Regions from separate parts of the Mus musculus genome. Here regions 1 and 2 are each linked to region 3. A link is a contact called in public HiCAR-type data. All regions are on one chromosome and are shown on one strand. Each heading gives the region's core, a stretch centred on a gene start, on an enhancer-like site or on the middle of the called end of the contact. The rest is flanking DNA. Distances are from core to core; before and after follow the strand shown.

The links. HiCAR-type assays count read pairs that join an accessible place to other places.
Region 1: a HiCAR-type map of astrocytes shows a contact between it and region 3, with 4 times the contacts expected there. The contact joins the promoter of Tmem178b here to the promoter of Ssbp1 in region 3. A contact is called at or near these places in 2 of 39 promoter capture datasets (embryonic stem cells and neural stem cells), 2 of 484 Hi-C or Micro-C datasets (both in embryonic stem cells), 11 of 115 datasets of contacts at active chromatin or transcription factors (astrocytes, embryonic basal ganglia, embryonic forebrain and 3 more) and 1 of 9 other capture datasets (embryonic stem cells).
Region 2: a HiCAR-type map of astrocytes shows a contact between it and region 3, with 5 times the contacts expected there. The contact joins the promoter of Ndufb2 here to the promoter of Ssbp1 in region 3. A contact is called at or near these places in 3 of 39 promoter capture datasets (the C10 cell line, the HPC-7 cell line and cranial neural crest), 2 of 115 datasets of contacts at active chromatin or transcription factors (astrocytes and large pre-B cells) and 2 of 9 other capture datasets (adipose tissue and liver).

The regions. Positions count from the first base shown.
Region 1 is chr6:39,870,186-39,872,885 of GRCm38.p6, reverse strand. Tmem178b (transmembrane protein 178B) reads right to left here and starts at 1,450. Exons shown (of 4, transcript NM_001360978.1): 1 at 1-1,450.
Region 2 is chr6:39,591,293-39,593,992 of GRCm38.p6, reverse strand. It overlaps Ndufb2 (NADH:ubiquinone oxidoreductase subunit B2), which reads right to left and starts at 1,428. Exons shown (of 4, transcript NM_001358797.1): 1 at 1,281-1,428. The coding sequence starts at 1,378.
Region 3 is chr6:40,470,158-40,472,857 of GRCm38.p6, reverse strand. Ssbp1 (single-stranded DNA binding protein 1) reads right to left here and starts at 1,443. Exons shown (of 6, transcript NM_028358.2): 1 at 1,399-1,443; 2 at 725-787. The coding sequence starts at 748.

The sequences.
Region 1 (2,700 bases), core at 201-2,700, 600 kb after region 3:
AGCCTAAAAAGTTCTGATCGGGAGAGGCTCCCGCAGGGTCCTGAGCATCCTCCGGGCAGGTGCAGCCTCCTCTCGCGGTGGTGAACTCAGCACGGCCACTTCCCACCGTTCAGGGGGCAACAGTCCTAACCCTCCGTCCGCCTCTGCACGCCGCCCAGCAATCACAAACTAAACACCAAGTGCTCTCGACCACGGCGAGGCTTGCTGGGTTTCTCTGTGCAGCTTGCTGACCGGAGTGACAGTCCTGGCTTCCTGGGAATGAATGATAGGGAGGGAGATCTGAGGACGCGACACTTCGCCGAAGGACGGATCGCGCTCACGGCCGGTTGCCCGGAGTAGGGAGTGCAGCCTGGATCTCTTTCTCTGGGACTCTCCTCCCCTTTTCGGTCTGCAGCCGAAGGCCGGGGACGCGTGCCCAGAACTGTTCTTTTCCAGGTTGGGTCTTTTCAAAGCCTGAGTCCTCTGATCACCACTAGGTCCTTGACTCCTGCCGACCCCACGGGTGCTCTCAGAAGCGAGCTGCCCGCAGACGCATGGTCTCTACCAGCCTTTGCCCGCGAGCTCCCGGATGGCCTGCCTCTGGCCTCCCCATTAAGACAGCTCCGCTTTTGGACAGCGGGGACACTCGGGCGGCGTTACGCGACTGTTCAGGGCCCGGGGTTTGCAGAGACTGGGCGGCAGCTGACGGGCGTTAGGGACGGACTGCACAGAGGAGGGCGCACCCGGAGCGCTCGGAGCTCCTTCAACACCATGGACAGGTCGCTCAGGGGTGGCGAGCTGCCCGCCCAGCCGCCAGCCTCCCCGGTGTCATGCGGCTCTCTCCAGCGCCTTCTTCTTCCTGGAGTGTGTGCACCCGGCCCTCTCCAATATCCCTTCTGCTCCACTTCACCTGGCCTTCCGCAGCCCCGCGTGCGAGATGCCCAGGTGCTGAGAAAATGCTGCGAGCACGAAGAAAACCCGGAGCCCGGCTGCTCGAAGCAACCCGCCCCCTTCGCCACCTGAGCCCAAGCACTCCAGCACCGCTTGCTCTAACCAGCTGGGGTCAGCCGCTCTCAGATTGCACCATTTTCTTCTCAGCCCACCCGGGTGCCGAGACTAGGGATCCCTCGGCCTCGTGTGGAATATCCCGTCCCGGCCTCAGCGTCCCGCGATCCGGCTCCCCGCACTGGGGTGAATGGGGCGGGGGATAGAGGGGTGGGGGAGCCTGGGCGCCTCGGCTTCACCTCCCTACCTCCTCGAGCTGCAGAGGCTTCCGGGCCTCTCAGGCTCAGGCGACGCCCGAGAGGAGCGAGAGCCCAAGCTGCACCCCAGGGGCTCCAGAAATCGCATTGCCCGGGTGTGGGCGCCCGAGAAAGCCGCTGTCACTCGCTCGGCCTCCAGGCGCTGCAGCCTTGGCTAAAACCCACAGCCGAGAACACGGAGCGCGCAGCCAAAAGCTAGTGATGTCATCCGTGCAACGTGAGCCTCATCTCTTATTTTTCTAGCCTTCTTAAAGTTAAACCACACCATTTTCCAGGCACGAAATGTCTGAGCCTTGTTCTTTGGCCAGGCAAGTCAATGGTGTCTAGGTAGGTATGGGCTCCACCACATCCATATTAATGCACATATACATATATGTAGCATGTTTACGTGTATTATTATAAATTTAGTGTTGGTGCCTACGTCTCCCGTTTCTCTTTTGACCGTGGAAAAGTCCCTTAAATTCGCCACAGTTCTTTAAAGAAGAAAATGCTTAGAGAACGGTCTTTAACCGGCTCTGGGAGAACCCCTGCACCTCGGTTTCCGCCTCTAGTGTCTCCTATTCGTTTGATCTTTGTTTTTCCCCAGAAAGCTATAAGCACTACCTTGCTAGCTACTGGCGTTTCTACCTGGAACTGAGCAGAGAGCAGCCGTGAGCCAGCGGCCGACACCCCAACACATACACACACACACACACACACACACACACACACACACACACACACCTGTCCTTACTCTTCGGCAAGAAAAGGGGACAACTAACTGATCCGTTCAAGACCAGAAGAGAGCCGCTGTGGGGTGAGAGGGCAGTTGATTTTGGAGGAGAGGAAGTTATAGGCAACCTCGGTATAGGGTTTGTCGTGATTTCCCTATGACCGCTGGATTTAGCCTCCGCAGGGCCTCTTTGAGGTGGGACCGAGACTCCAGACCTTGAAGAGGTGGGCCCCAGCTAGAGGATCCATCCCCACCCTACCCCGCCCCCTGCTTCTCTCACGTGAAGCAGAGCCGCAAAGCTGGGAGCCTCCCATCCAGCTTCACATACTAGGGGTTTCATTCTAAAGCTCACCCTTCGGTTTTCACCCTCTCTCCAAAGTCGGGGTTCCCCACTGAGGGATAAAGAGCTGCCCTGGGGAAAAGAGAGTGCCCTAGGGACCCAGCTTTGCACAGCAGGACTTGTGAGTCGAAAGGAACGCACCTCCACCATATTCTTTTTGTCTTTTTTTTTTTTTTTCCTCCCTGCATTTTGAAAATCGCGAACAAGGCGTTTCAGTGCCATCTAGTGGGGGAGGGGCGTGCCTTGTTTTTCAGTCTTGAATTCTATAAGGGGATTTACTTCGTGAAGAGAAGTCATTAGGATTACCTACTTGGTTCTTAGATGATGCTCGGCTGGTCTAGAAGTTACAGGCACCTGCTAGTCCACATCATCCTCAGAGGTCCCTGGGATGCCCTGATAAAGCTGAG
Region 2 (2,700 bases), core at 179-2,678, 880 kb after region 3:
GGTCCAGAGTTCAAATCCCAGCAACCACATGGTGGCTCACAACCATCCGTACACGAGATCTGACTCCCTCTTCTGAAGTGTCTGAAGACAGCTACAATGTACTTTCATATAATAAATAAATAAATCTTAAAAAAAAAAAAAAAAGTATCAGTAACTGAGCACAAATGCCTGGGAAGCCAGTACTGAAGCTGGCATTCACAGGGATCCCACTCTGACGACTCAGAGACCCAAGACAAGTGGTCTATCATTAGACTCCTGAATCAAGCTGTAGCCCCATAATGAAAGGGCGAAAAGTAATAATAAATCAACGAGAAGGAAACTGAAACTTAGTTACCAGAAGCCAAACTTCAGGTAAGTTTCCACCTGAACTATTGCTGGGTTGGACCTTTTGTGGCCCAAAAACCCAAACCAAGGGCTGGGAACTTAGATGAATAGTGGAACCCTTCTTCCCCCGTTGGAGGTAAGGGAAATCCAAGCTAAGTAGTGAAACTGGACGGGAAGCATCCCCAAAACGGTATGAAGATCTTAAAAGAAATCTCGGTGGACAAAACCTGCCAGGTTATATGCGAGCGAGAGAGAGACAGAGACAGAGAGACAGAGACAGACAGAGACTGAGAGACAGATCAATACAACAAAATAAAGCTATAAGTATTACAAATCTCGGGTGGAGAGAAGGCAAAATGAGTAAGACACAGCATCCAATCTAGGATTTAAAGTGCCAAATCTAAACACTGACTTGGGGGCGCACGCCTTTAATCCCAGCACTCCGAAAGCAGAGACAGGAGGATCACTAATGAGTTCCAGGTCAGTCGAGGCTACACAGTGAGGCTCAAAAAAAGTGCCAAATTTTAATCGTAAAAATGTACCTAATGGTGAAAAGAACAGACTATACTACCTTACTGACTCAAGGTCTCCGTGTCTGCCCTGCCTGGACCCGTCTTGTCTCTGAGCCCATCTCCACCCGTCTCCATGCGCTCGGGACCTCCACTAGCCAGCTGCTTGGAAGGCTCAGTCCGGGAGACTGTGCGGGACTGGATTCTTATCACTCGGGTCTTAGTTAACGCCTCTCTCCCGCAACCCTGCGCCATCCCTTCACCTCTAGCCCACCAAGCCGACTAAAAGGCCAGTCTCGGTCCAGGCAAAACTACAAGACCCAGCATGCCTCGGGCGGCAGCGGAGTTTCACGCACCCTCCCGGGCGACTGCTTCAAGGTGACAGCGTCCGGATGGCAGCGCTGCCTGTTCAAGCCGGCCGAACCCTCGCCCCCGCCCGACACTCACTGACGGACTCCACTGTCTCCAGCCGCCCGCGCGCGGCAGCCCCGGAGCAGGCGGCCTCCGACGCGGCCGAAAGGTACCAGACGGGTGAGCGCAGACATACTAGCAAGACTGCAGTTCCCACCCCTGATGCGTCACTTCCCCGAGTCCCGGCCCGTGACGTCACTGCGTCGCACTGCGTCTCTACCCGGGCTGATGGTAGGCCACAGGGGACAAGTTCAAGCCATTGGCGGACCTTAGAGGCTCCAGGTTAACGGGCAGATAGGTCGTCCTTCAGGAGGAGCCCTGGCTGCCTCGTGGCACAGCCTGGCAAGGTGCTCTTGGCTGACCTTACTGCTGCTCCCTGCTTTGGCTCATATAGACGGTGCTTTCATGCATGTTCTTGCCACTGTGGGCCCTTGTTAAAGGCCTAAGCCCTTTCTGAACCACGCAATGTTTATTTTATAACATCGCAATGTTTATTTTATAGCATCGTTGTTTCAGCATTGTTCTGAATGACTAATCAGCCAGGGTGTTAAATTTCAGAACCTGGACTGGTGGCACGGGAATCACCTGAGGAACCCAACCCGGCACACTCGGAATAAGTCGGCCAGGAACATGGGGGAAAGTTCCTAACGCCTCGAGCCTTAGCCAATTCGAGGTTTTTTGGCATTTCCTCTTGTTATTAATGTAATAAGCAAGCAGAAAAATAAGGACATGAGGGCAGTCCAGTTAAGATGCAACACCAAGATGGCAACAAATCGAGACCTGACTTCAGCCGTAGAAATGTACTCGCAGTGGGAGCTGTAACACAAATAGATGCACGTAGACGCGCAGATGCGCTCAGTCTCCGGCCATTAGTGGGGAGGGAATATGAATTTTCAAGCTCATCCTCATAAAACAAGACATACATATCTGTTCCGAGTTACTAGGTCTATAGGATAGCCTACTGTCATCTTTCCAGAAAAACTAATTTTTTCACTCACTTCAGATTTCCTTCAAGAAACAAAGGCTCCACTGGCTATTAAAATAGTCCGCCTTCCTCGGCCTGCTTTTTTCTCTCAGTATTGCCTCTGTTGAAATCTGGATAGACTCCAAACCTAAGACTACTCCTAACCCCAAGAGGTTGTGAGAAACGGACTTTTTTCTATAAACAGTAGCTAGCACACCAACAGTCAATACTCTAATAATCTCCACCTTGTAAAATTATTCAAGTATTTTAATCATCTGGAAAACCTGTTTACACAAAGGCCTTCCATTCTGACGACAAGAGCTATGGACCCCTTCCTTCCCTCCTTCCTTTGCATCTATTAGGAACTATCCAACCATGGCAGAGTCTGAGGTCGCACTCTACCAATAGGATGAGACACAGTCATCACCTGTATTAGAATAACAACTGAACTTCCCGCCCTAGTGTGCTTGCAAGGCCACTGTAAGTTATGGC
Region 3 (2,700 bases), core at 194-2,693:
AGTAATAGATTTTACATTAGGAGAATTTACAAGACTTGGTACCCACGTGCCACACTGAGGAAAAATGGTAATTAAGGCCTGCTTAAGGCTGGCTAGAGTAGAGGACACCCGACTAGATTGCAGAATGGTCATGAATTTGTGGCAAGAAGTGAGCTCTGCTCTCTGGATAGCAAGATGGGAGTGGGGAGGAGAGGGGCCAGAAGGTCATAAAAGACCAGAGCCATATGGGACAAGGTTAGAAGAAATCAGGTGCGATGGGGCAGGCCTGAAATACCATCGGTGACAAAGTAGAAGCAGGAGGAGGAAGGTTCTTGGTCATCTCAGCCTAACAGTGAGTCTCAAGATAGTCTTAACTATGAGTGGCTGTCTCAAAAACAGCAAAACAAAAATGATAATAATAACTTACATAATTAAATGAATACTCTGATCTAAGCACTGGTAACAAATATTTACTAAATTAAATTCATGAGGTGTACTACATATGCGAATACACTTTAAAAATCATTTTTGATTCAGTAAACATTATGAGCTTCACACACACATAAACACACACACACACAAAATCCCTTCTGAATCTCCCACATCAAATAAACACATAGAACACGCTGGATAGGCGTAAGAATCTCGTGCTTATGTATGCAAAATCGAAAAGCAACAAAACAAAACATGGCTATAGACTATGGAAACACGGTTGGAGCACTCACTAATGTAGAAAAGTGACTACCTGTAACACAGGTCTTCGAAACATGGCTTCTGTTTTTCTTACAACCTAATCTTTAGGCTTTTCCTAAAGGAAAGAAAGAAAAGAGAAAAATGATAAATCAAGAAACTACAGTATCCATCAAGAACACACATGCTCTCTAGTCCTAAATCCTAAGCGCGTCCAGCTTCTCGTGCACCCAATTTGCAACCGCATTTTTTGCACGTGTGGGGAGTTCCTTTCTTTTTGAAAACAAAAACTGAGCGAGACAAAAGAAACTCTGTGGTTCTGGGTCTCAACCAGCAGAAAAGAGGGGAAAAACCTGTTCTCACTTGCAATCCATTGTCTGCTAGATTTCTTTACAATAGAAGTTGTCTCGGACATTTTTTTTTCCAACTTGTTCTGTTATTCTAGACCCCTAAAACTGTCTCTACAAACAGTGCGGGCACAGTAAACGCTACTCCGAAAGGACGCAAATCAGTGCCTTCGTCCCCGTTAGCGCTGAGTAAGCCCGGCTCCCCAGCCTCGCCGCGGGGGCAAGAGGCTGCTCTTCCCCCAAAGTGGCGCTCGCGAGCAGCACAGGGAACGGCGGGGGACACTCGGACTCCAGCGAGGAGCCGCACAACTCCTCCCGAGCCCCGCACGCGCCCGTGCACTCGGGAAACACAACTTCGTGCCAGCCTTCTCCCCTCCCTCACCGGACACGCAGAGCCCGACCGCCAGCGGCTCGCTTCCGGCGCACGGAGCCCGCAAAGCTCGCGAGATGCAAGGAAAGACAGGAAATCTCTGAAGTGCGTCGTTGAAATGCCGCCGGCTGATGTCGCCGGAAACACGACCCCTCAATTTAGAAGTGCCAGGAACTTCTGTCCAGGCGGAAGTGGGCGGATCAACGATGCCACCTGTGGGTAGTTTTACGATTTTGGTTTTGTTTTTTTGTTGTTTGGTTTGGTTTAGTTTGGTTGTTGGGGTTTTTTGTTTTGTTTTGTTTTTCCTGATCTCCACCCTCGCTCCGGTAGTGGCCCCGCACTGGCTAACCAAACTCTGGCCAGAACTCTATTCCCAGCCCTAAATTGAAATTATTTGATGTTCCCAGCCTGGGAAAGGGAGTGAGGTAGGTGAAATAAAACATATTTGAGCCCCTGGAGGAACTAAAACCGACACAAGTCTCCTAATGCAGTAAGACTGAAGAATTAATTGCTGTCAAAACCTCGGTGATCTAGATATGTTAACATGTTAAGTCAAAAAATTCAAGAAACACGTGAGGAGCAAAATTTTTAACATCTTTATTAAGTACCGGTCCCAAACTGTGCCTAAGGCACAAGAGAAATGCGCCCTTATATTATGTATTTGTATATATGTTTTCCCTAAAACATTAAAAGTTTATGAAATTCCAAAACATTTTGAAGAAGTGTTAAAAGTCAAAACGTTGCTTTATTTTAAAGCAAAGTGTAATTAAGATTTTACTTTTATAGAAAGAAACTGATCAGTATTTTTTAGATTTTTTTTTTTCATTTTGTGTTTCAATTCTACATCTTTGGCAGTTATTCTAGATGGAAAAGCTTAAAAGAAAGAAAGAGAGAGAGAGAGAGAGAGAGAGAGAGAGAGAGAGAGAGAGAGAAAGAGAAAAGAAAAAAGACACTGTCTCGCTGTGTATCCCTGGCTGGCCTGAAACTTGGATCTCATGTAGACCAGACCAGGCTTGTCTCTAACTCCCAGAGATTCCCCTTGCTGCATCTACCTCCCTAGTGCTGTGATTAAAGGCATGTGCCATCACATCCAGCACTCAGTGACAGTCTTAAACAATCTCAAGTAACTTAAGCTTGTTGATCTTGTATTTGGTAATATCATGTTCATAGTAAAATTTCTTAGTTTTAACATTTCCAAAATACTGCATTGAGACATCTTTTCTTTTGATTGCTGACTTTCTTTTGCTCCTCTAAATCCTATGTTGTTTACCCTAATCCTGGCCCTAGTGAAGTAACGCACTTATGAATCCTACA